2 separate regions of the Rattus norvegicus genome follow, and region 2 is linked to region 1. Evidence: chromatin contacts called from public Hi-C data. All regions are on one chromosome and are shown on one strand. The core of a region is the stretch at or near the end of the contact, and the rest is flanking DNA. Distances in the headings are between cores, read along the strand shown. Region 1 holds the start of Rrp1 (ribosomal RNA processing 1). Region 2 holds the start of Pwp2 (PWP2, small subunit processome component).

Region 1 (4,141 bases), core at 505-3,004:
GAGAGTGGTGTTGCTTTGGTGGGGTGGGTGTGGCCTTGTTAGAGGAAGTGTGTTACTGTGAGGGTGGGCTTTGAGATCCTCCTACTAGCCACACAGGAGCCAGTCTTTTCCCGCTTGCTGTTGGAACAAGATGTAGAACTCTTAGTTCTGCCTGCACACTGGCCATGCTCCCTCCTTGATGATAATGGACTGGACCTATGCCCCTGTAAGCCAGCCCTGGTTAGATGTTGTCCTTTATAAGAGTTGCCTTGGTCATGGTGTCTGTTCACAGCAGTAAAACCCTAACTGAGACAATGACTGCCATCTTTGTTCTTGGGATTTGTAGACTTAAAAAGCACCTGTGACTGGACATTTAGGACCAGGTCCTCCTCCCCGTGTCCTCCCTGGCTGGTACATAGTCGAGAAGCTGAGGATCCAAGTTGCCATGGTCGAAAGTGTCCTAATCAGAGTGCTCATACCTCATCTGAGTCCACTTTTCTGCTTGTATGTCTGTGTGTCTGTCCTGTATTCTCTCACCTCCCCTACTTGGAGTTTCAGCACTCATGCCAAGCAGGACTTGGGCACACACACACACACATATAGGAATATATATTTACTGTGTGATGTGCAAGTATAGTCTGGCAGTTAACATTAGTAATTTTTCTAAAGATCAATTTATTTGTTTTATTTAAATGAGTACACTGTAGCGGTCTTCAGACACAGCAGAAGAGGTCATCGGATCCCATTACAAATGGTTGTGAGCCACTGTGTAGTTGCTGGGAATTGAACTCAGGACCTCTGGAAGATCAGCCAGTTCTCTTAACCACTGAGCCCCAGTATTAGTAATTTAAGATAGCTTGCCTAAGTCAAAGAAACTGGGATGACTTGAAAAATCTCGACCATAACGCTAATGTGGTTTATCAATTTTTTTGCTAATAAATTCAGACGTTGTGGAAAGTGCTGACTTGTCTATGTTCCTGTCATGCCCTCTCCCACTCCAGTTCCTCTTCAGTCAGACTTTGAGCAACCTGCCCTCCATCTTTTCCAGGGAAAACACCATGGCAACACCAATGAAATCTGTAATTGTTTTGTATTCTAATCTGACATTAGGCTATTTGGAAAATTTCCCAATTGTGTCCCAAATGGCATCACCACACATTTATTGAACCAGGGCACACTCAAGTTCTGCACACCCTCTCTGCCTTCTCCAGTGTGTGTATTAATTAGCCTGCCTACCTTCAGGATAGGTAGCCTGCACCTTGTCCAATAATCTGGATCATGACAGCTGTCTAGCTTTTCTCTGTCTAGGAAAGGGGACGCTTTCCAGGAGGCTTGACCGGATGGATTCCCCTGGGGATTCGGGTATTAGGGATCAGAGAAGGTGTTTTGGGTTCTCAGTGGTGTATGGTTTATCTCACCCCCTCTCCCGCTAACATGACTCAGGATGCTGAGCAAAGGGTCGCTCCATGCAGCCCTCCATAGCTGAGTGATGCAGCTGAGGACAAGCTGGACCAAATCAAGATCTTCTCGTAATGCAGCCACTCCTGCTGCAGTAGACAGGAGACAATGCTTTGACCTTCCCAGGAATCAAAGATCAAAGACCTTATTAGACCAGGCCATCATCCTCCCTGGGGGGTGCAGTTGCGCCTCCAGGCCACTGAGAGGCGGTAGCGCGCCGGCATCGTCCAGAACGCTTGACGTTTCGCGTGTTGTGTCGCGTCAATGTGACGTCGCAATGGTGTCGCGCTGGCGTGACGCACACGTGTCGTCACTCGAGCGCCCCAGCGGAGTGCGTGGTCTCAGGGTCCTGCTCACCATGGTTCCCGGAGTGCCGCTCCCGCCGGAGATCCAGCTGGCGCAGCGTCTGGCGGGCAATGAGCAGGTGACGCGGGACCGCGCGTTACGGAAGCTGCAGAAGTACATCGTGGCCAGGAGTCAGCGAGCGACAGGTACGCGGCCGGGAAGACCGGCGAGCTCCGCCGCGTGGGCCCCGCAGGACCCGGCCTTCGTCTGCGATTCTCTTGGCTCAGACTGACCCGGTCGGACTGCGTGCTTTCCCTCCTCCTGTAGCTTGCTGATGCTCTTCACCGGCCCATACCGACGTCCTGTTTCCTTAACGACACCCCTTTCCCGGGACGTGCATTTTGCTAAGCGATTTCTATGCTTCTGGTCCTCGTGAGTGACCCTCTGTCAGCAGCCTCTGTGTTTCTTGGGTATCCCTCCGCAAGTGCAAATTCTAGATTCGCTGAGCTGTGGTTTGGCCAAGGCCACGGCTTGTATGCTTTAGGAAGTCTCGCAGGGCAGTTTTACACGCTCTAGTCAGAGAACCCCATCTTGGTGAATGCGCCTCACTAAATGACAGTGATGTCCTTTGCTGGCCTGAACTTTGACCGTTCATGTAATGTAATAGACTAACTACAGCTCCTTGGTCTAACACTGGCTTCATTAAATCGTTTCATTAACTATGTACCCGATCCCGAAAGTGTTGTGGTTCTGAATTTTAACCCTGTAGGACTGACACCTGTCTGCCGGTGCATGAAGCTGCTGGGGGCAGTGTGTGTGTGTGTGTGTGTGTGTGTGTGTGTGTGTCAGCTCTTCCAGGCACAGGTATGGCAGTTCTGTTGGAGAATGTTTTGAGGGATGGGCTGACATCACAATCATATTATTCAGGCTTTCCTTCTTGGCTCAGGGTGGTAAGTTCCAGGGTTCACTGAGTCTTACCATTGCTCTTGTGATGCAGGTGGTTTTACTCCAGAGGAGCTTCTAAAAGTATGGAAAGGACTGTTTTATTGCATGTGGATGCAGGACAAGCCCCTCCAGCAGGTGGGTGCCTGGGAAGGTAGCTAAAAAACTGTGACAAGGAGTGGGTGGGGCTTGTGTTTACCCCACCCCACCCCTTTAATATAGTACCGACTCCTGCTGTTTATAGCAGAAAGTCTGATGGCTCCTGCAGAATAGGCCTTTTGCAGCAAGGAGAGGAGGCTGACTGGCAGCTGGTCCTTTGGAGTAAAGGGTATTGGGGTGTGTTTGCCATCCGAGCACAGTGCTTCAGGGCCTGAGGGTGTGCTTCCTGTTTCCCTCACAGGAAGACCTAGGCAGGACCATTGCCCAGCTCGTCCATGCTTTTCAGACCACAGAGTCACGTGAGTACCACACCGAAGCCAGGCCTGGCCCTGTCAACAACACCAGAGTCGCTGAGATTCAGTGGGACCGAGGCAGCAGCGTGCTCTCAAACCTCATGCAAGCTGTGGGGAGGCGGCTGTGTGGATGCTTGTGGCGTGGAACACGGCCCAGTGCCCAGCCAGCTTCCCTCAGTTTACCAAACAGACATGGCTAAAGAGTGGTGCAGCGTATGACAGCCGGTGTCATGATACCATGGTGCTTAGCTGATGACCTTGACACCCACTCTTACGTGCAGTGACTCAACCCTCTTGACGCTGCTACCCTCATGCAGTTCCTCATGTCATGGTCATAAAGTCATTTTCATCGCTACTTCCTAACTGTAACTTTGCTACTGTTATGAACTGTAATGTCAATATCTGTGTTTTCCAGTGGTCCTGGGTGACCCCTGTGAAAGGGTCATTTGACTCCCAAAAGGGGGTGGAAACTCTCACATCGAGAATGGCTATCTTTGTGTGTTTTCTAGCTCTTCTGTTTCCCATCCCTTCCTGCCCGATGGAATCACTTAGGCAGCCTTGACATGTCCTGAGGTCCACACCCTGTCGCAGGCCAGCCTAACACTGGGACATAGCATGCCTGAGGCCTCTGCTCTGCTCTGACAGGGAAACCAGATGCTCCTGCTGGCTCCTGTCCTCAGCGAGCTGGGCTTTAGCTACAGGAGACCAAAGTTGGCAAGTTGAGGGATTTGTGCACACCTTCTCAGTTTGGGAGAGTCCCTTCTCCCACCCCTCTTTTCCGAGACAGGTTCTTCCTGTGTCACTCAGGATGGCCTCGAACTTGGGATCTTCCTCCTTCAACTTCCCTGGGTGCTAGCATCTGGGGTCTATGTGGTGACATCAGGATCTCTCTTTAACTGTATGTAAAAGAGAGAATGGATCTGAGCTCCCTGCTCCCTAAGGACTGGCAGGGGAGTTGCTTTGCTGGGTCAAAGCTAAAGTGACCACTTGGTAATCTGGTGACTAGGCCACCATGACTGAGCCAT
Region 2 (3,970 bases), core at 917-3,416, 240 kb after region 1:
TTGCACCTTAAGTCTCGGAACTGAAGATGTTCTGTCTGCAGTGAAGATGACAGGGGCCTCTCTTGTGCCCGGCTCAGGGCCTGGAGGACCTCAGCTGGGCCACTGGGTTGCAGTCATACCGCACCGACGGGTTCATTTACTTTTGGTTGTAAATTTGATTGTACATATTGTTGATTTATTATTTTTAAGAGTACAGACTAACTGATGTAATGTTTGTGTATAAGTTGCACCAAAAAATCAAGGACAAAATAAATGTGTGTTTGTTTTTACTGGCGTGGAAGTCCTAGCTTGTAAATACATGCTGTATGTATTAAATGTGTTCAGTCCTCCAAAGTGCTGTATTTTTGTACATAGGAGTCAGAGTGCTCTGGGCTCATTGGCATGGCTTACATGAGTGGGACCTGAGAGGGGGAGCTGGAAGAGCAAGGAGCCCTCTTCAGTCGTGGCCAGGGACCAAGCTTGGGCTCAGGGAGTCAGGGACACAGGTAGATCCAGGAGAACCAAGCCAACACTTTCAGTATTCAGTGTATTTGCTTTTAACTGAGTAAATAAAAGATGGTGTGACACTCCCCGCCACCTGCACGCGTGCACGCGCGCACGCACCGCTAACACACTACCACCAAATCTTTTTCATTTGCAAGAGTTGGAGGAATGCATAAAGAAAATAAACATTTAAAACCTTTAGGAAACTTACTTTATGTGCAGTTTAAAACTAATAAACTTGGGTGAGCTAGGTGTGCAAATTAGAACTTCATACTTCCTAAATGTTTACAGCCCTCTGGACTCTGTTTGTGGCAAACCTTGACAGTTGCCCTGACACTTGTCAAACCCATGTGTGAGGAAGTCTTTGAAACTCCTCCTGTCAGAGAAGCTTCCACCTGGCACTGTTTGCCTCCCACCTCCCTGCGTAATGTGCTGCCCAGTTCAGAGTGGAGTCTCGTTCTGAGTTAACCACCCACCCCATTTTCATAGGTCTGAATTCTCTGGAGTTTCCTAATTATATATATTTAGGGGTAATCTAAAATGTTGGTGGTAGTTCTGTTATCTCAGTATAGAATAAAATCCAATCTGTTAAGGGATTTTTTTTTCCTCCTCTAGCTACCCAAAAACGACATGTGTTTGTTTTCAAGACCAGAGATGGGCCACAAAGTCATCCTATTTTCTTCTGTTTGTAGAGGAGCTAAGAGACTGTCACTGGATTGTGTTGTACGGGTATTGGTGGTTTGGTGAGGATGAAGCAGGTGTTAGACATGGTGAAGCCAGACAGGGAGTGTGTCTTGGAAGCAAATACACTGATGTTTACCGACAGTTGGCACCACGTGTAGATGCGCAGGAAGAAAGGCTGTTACAATTGTTGTGAATTTCACAGGGTCTCCTGTGATTGGAAGAATTGTAACTTCTGTTTGTAACATGGGAATTGTATTTGATGACTCCTGCCTTACAGCCCCTTTGTGCAGCCTGGAGTGGGTGCCTGTGTCAGATAAAGAGTAGAAATCCTAGAAAAGCCTCTCTTGTTTTTTGTTTTTTTCTTTTTCTTTAGCATTTAAAAAACAAGGTGAAATTTTAAAATCCAATTAAACATGCCAGATTTTATCTAAAAATGCAAAGTTATGCCACTTTTTATGAAAGAACTGACCAATGTGTTTCCTTTAAACCATGATGCTTAAAATAAGCCGGACATGACTTTAAATTTTTATTTCTCACGAAGAAGACACCCTTTCTCTGTAAGAGAGCGGGCAGCTGTTCTTTGGAACTGGGTCTAGGAACGGTGCCGGTCGCACCTTGACACTGCAGGCGTTGTTTCCATTTTCACAGTATTCTGTAACATAATGTCAGAGTAAAACCACTGTACTAAGATTGTTTAAAGTGTAAGCATTAAAATTCTAAAAATACACATTTTAAGAAGAAACTCCGTTTGAACTTGGGTTTTTTTGTTTTTTTGTTTTTGCACGGTTACAAGCGAGTGTGTTGATTTCCCAGCTCCTGACCAAGATCCCGCAATCATTACACAAGGAGACCTAGAGCTTAGCTCTAATCACCACGGTCCTGGCAGTCCCCTGAACCAGCTCACCGGTGCTCGGTTCACCTGCGAACTGGCGGGGAGTGGGCGGGACTTCCTGGAACACTATGGTTGAGGCCCCGCCCCCGGAATTACGCATTTTGAGCGCCGGAGATAGTTCGTATTCCGGAAGTGGCTGGAGCAGGGTTCCGCACGTGTGGCTCCGGGATGAAATTCGCTTATCGGGTGAGCCGCGGGTCAGGCAGGGGAAGCGGGAGGGCGATCGAAGGTTCCGAGGACGTGGAAGAGACCGAGGTCGTTGGCATCTCGGCTGCCCACGGAAAGCACTGGTGGGTCGGCCCATCGCAAGCTGTCGCTCCCGGTTCACACTGAAGCCCTCGTTCCCACCAAACAGGGTCTCGGGCTGTACCTAGCCCTGTCCATACTCAGGTCAGACAACCCAGCAGTGGCTGCAGAAAGGCTCTTAACAACACACCTCAAGCAACATCCAGCTCCCTACCGGGCCGCCAGTCTTTGGAACAAATTCGACAGCACGCCTCGGGCTGATCACACCTCTTAGAAGCCAAGCTCTGCCTGGTGTTATCTCTTGCATGGCTGTCCTCCTACAGCCCAAACTGACTCCCGCCTTAGGTTTTAGCCCAGGCAATCCCTGTAAGCAGCTACCTTACTGCACTACTGGGCTTTGCAGTGTTTAGACATCAGTCCAGGTGCTTATGTGCCATTTCTATGTGGACATAGAACACAAGACTCGGGCCTCTACACCGAGCTGTGTCTGTTGGATGGCGATGCTTGTGTTTGATAACGGCATGGATGCACCAAGGCACTGATGCATAGCACGGTGGGTGGTAAGCATCTCCTGGAGCCCGTTCACTGAGGTAACTTCCGTTAGAATAGGGATCCTATGCCCTTCTGTGCCTGGAAAATGCTTCCTGTCTTGGGAGTATCATTTCCCTTAGAGGAAACCCAATTCCAGGATGCCTCCCATCACCATCTCAGAGAGTTGACACTGTGTTCTCTGTGTTAAGACTGATTCATTTCCTTTGCAGTTCTCCAATTTGCTGGGTACAGTTTATCGGTGTGGAAACCTAAATTTCTCACGTGATGGAAATTCTGTTATCAGCCCTGTGGGAAACAGAGTCACTGTGTTTGACCTTAAGAAGTAAGTATAGAGAGACAATGCCAGCAGGGACAGTAGCCTTCATGTGAAGGCTAGCCATCCTCTTTGTGGCTTGCAGGGCTTCTGGATTTAGGAGGTCACTGGGTCATGGTAGGGTTGCCTGCTGGGATCTTCATCTTTCATTCTAGTATCTAGGACACCGACATTATCCTTAAAGGGAAAGGAAAAGTCATGTGCCTTTTGGCTATTGGCTAGCAAGGGACCCTACCTCTTCTGTGGAGGTGGTGGAGGGCAGGAAGGTTATCTCAAGAGATAAGCACTTACTACTGAGAGGAAGCCTCTGAGGGCCCTGGGCAGGCTGCCTTGAATCTTGGCTCAACGGCTCTGATGGTTCTCACCTTCCCTGCTAAGATGGTCAGATCTAGAATGGGCAACTTGGCAGCCAGAGGTCGGTCGGGCTTAGCTTCGTTTGTCCCAACAAATGTGCCGCCGTTCTTTTTCTGTCTGACTGTGAGTCAGACAGACTCTGCCTGTCTGTCTGACAGTCTCTGCCTGGACTGTCCGAGCGGCTGTAGACTGGCCCTCTCTATCCTGGGCAAGACCCTCCAGTTTTTCTGGCCACTGTGTTCCTGTTAGCTTCAGTTAACCTCCATTTCCAGACTCTGTAGGCTGGGGCCAGCAGTGCAACCTATTCTGCCTGCTGTTGATGGATTACAGGGTCCAGTCAGGTCTTCTGTGTTGCTCTCTCTTTAAATAGCATCTCGGGGACTTGGGATTAGAGAGAACCTGTTTGTTAAAGACGACTCTGAACAAACTAATGGACTCTGATCTCA

What was found. Hi-C and Micro-C count contacts between places; a contact is called where the count stands out from the background.
Region 2: a contact with region 1 is called in a Hi-C map of liver, with 4 times the contacts expected there. The contact joins the promoter of Pwp2 here to the promoter of Rrp1 in region 1.

The regions. Positions count from the first base shown.
Region 1 is chr20:10,258,826-10,262,966 of GRCr8, forward strand. It overlaps Rrp1 (ribosomal RNA processing 1), which reads left to right and starts at 1,755. Exons shown (of 13, transcript NM_001012073.1): 1 at 1,755-1,928; 2 at 2,720-2,802; 3 at 3,065-3,122. The coding sequence starts at 1,796.
Region 2 is chr20:10,496,832-10,500,801 of GRCr8, forward strand. It overlaps Pwp2 (PWP2, small subunit processome component), which reads left to right and starts at 2,167. Exons shown (of 21, transcript NM_001168653.1): 1 at 2,167-2,245; 2 at 3,067-3,179. The coding sequence starts at 2,228. It overlaps Trappc10 (trafficking protein particle complex subunit 10), which reads left to right. Exons shown (of 23, transcript NM_001173528.1): 23 at 1-1,909.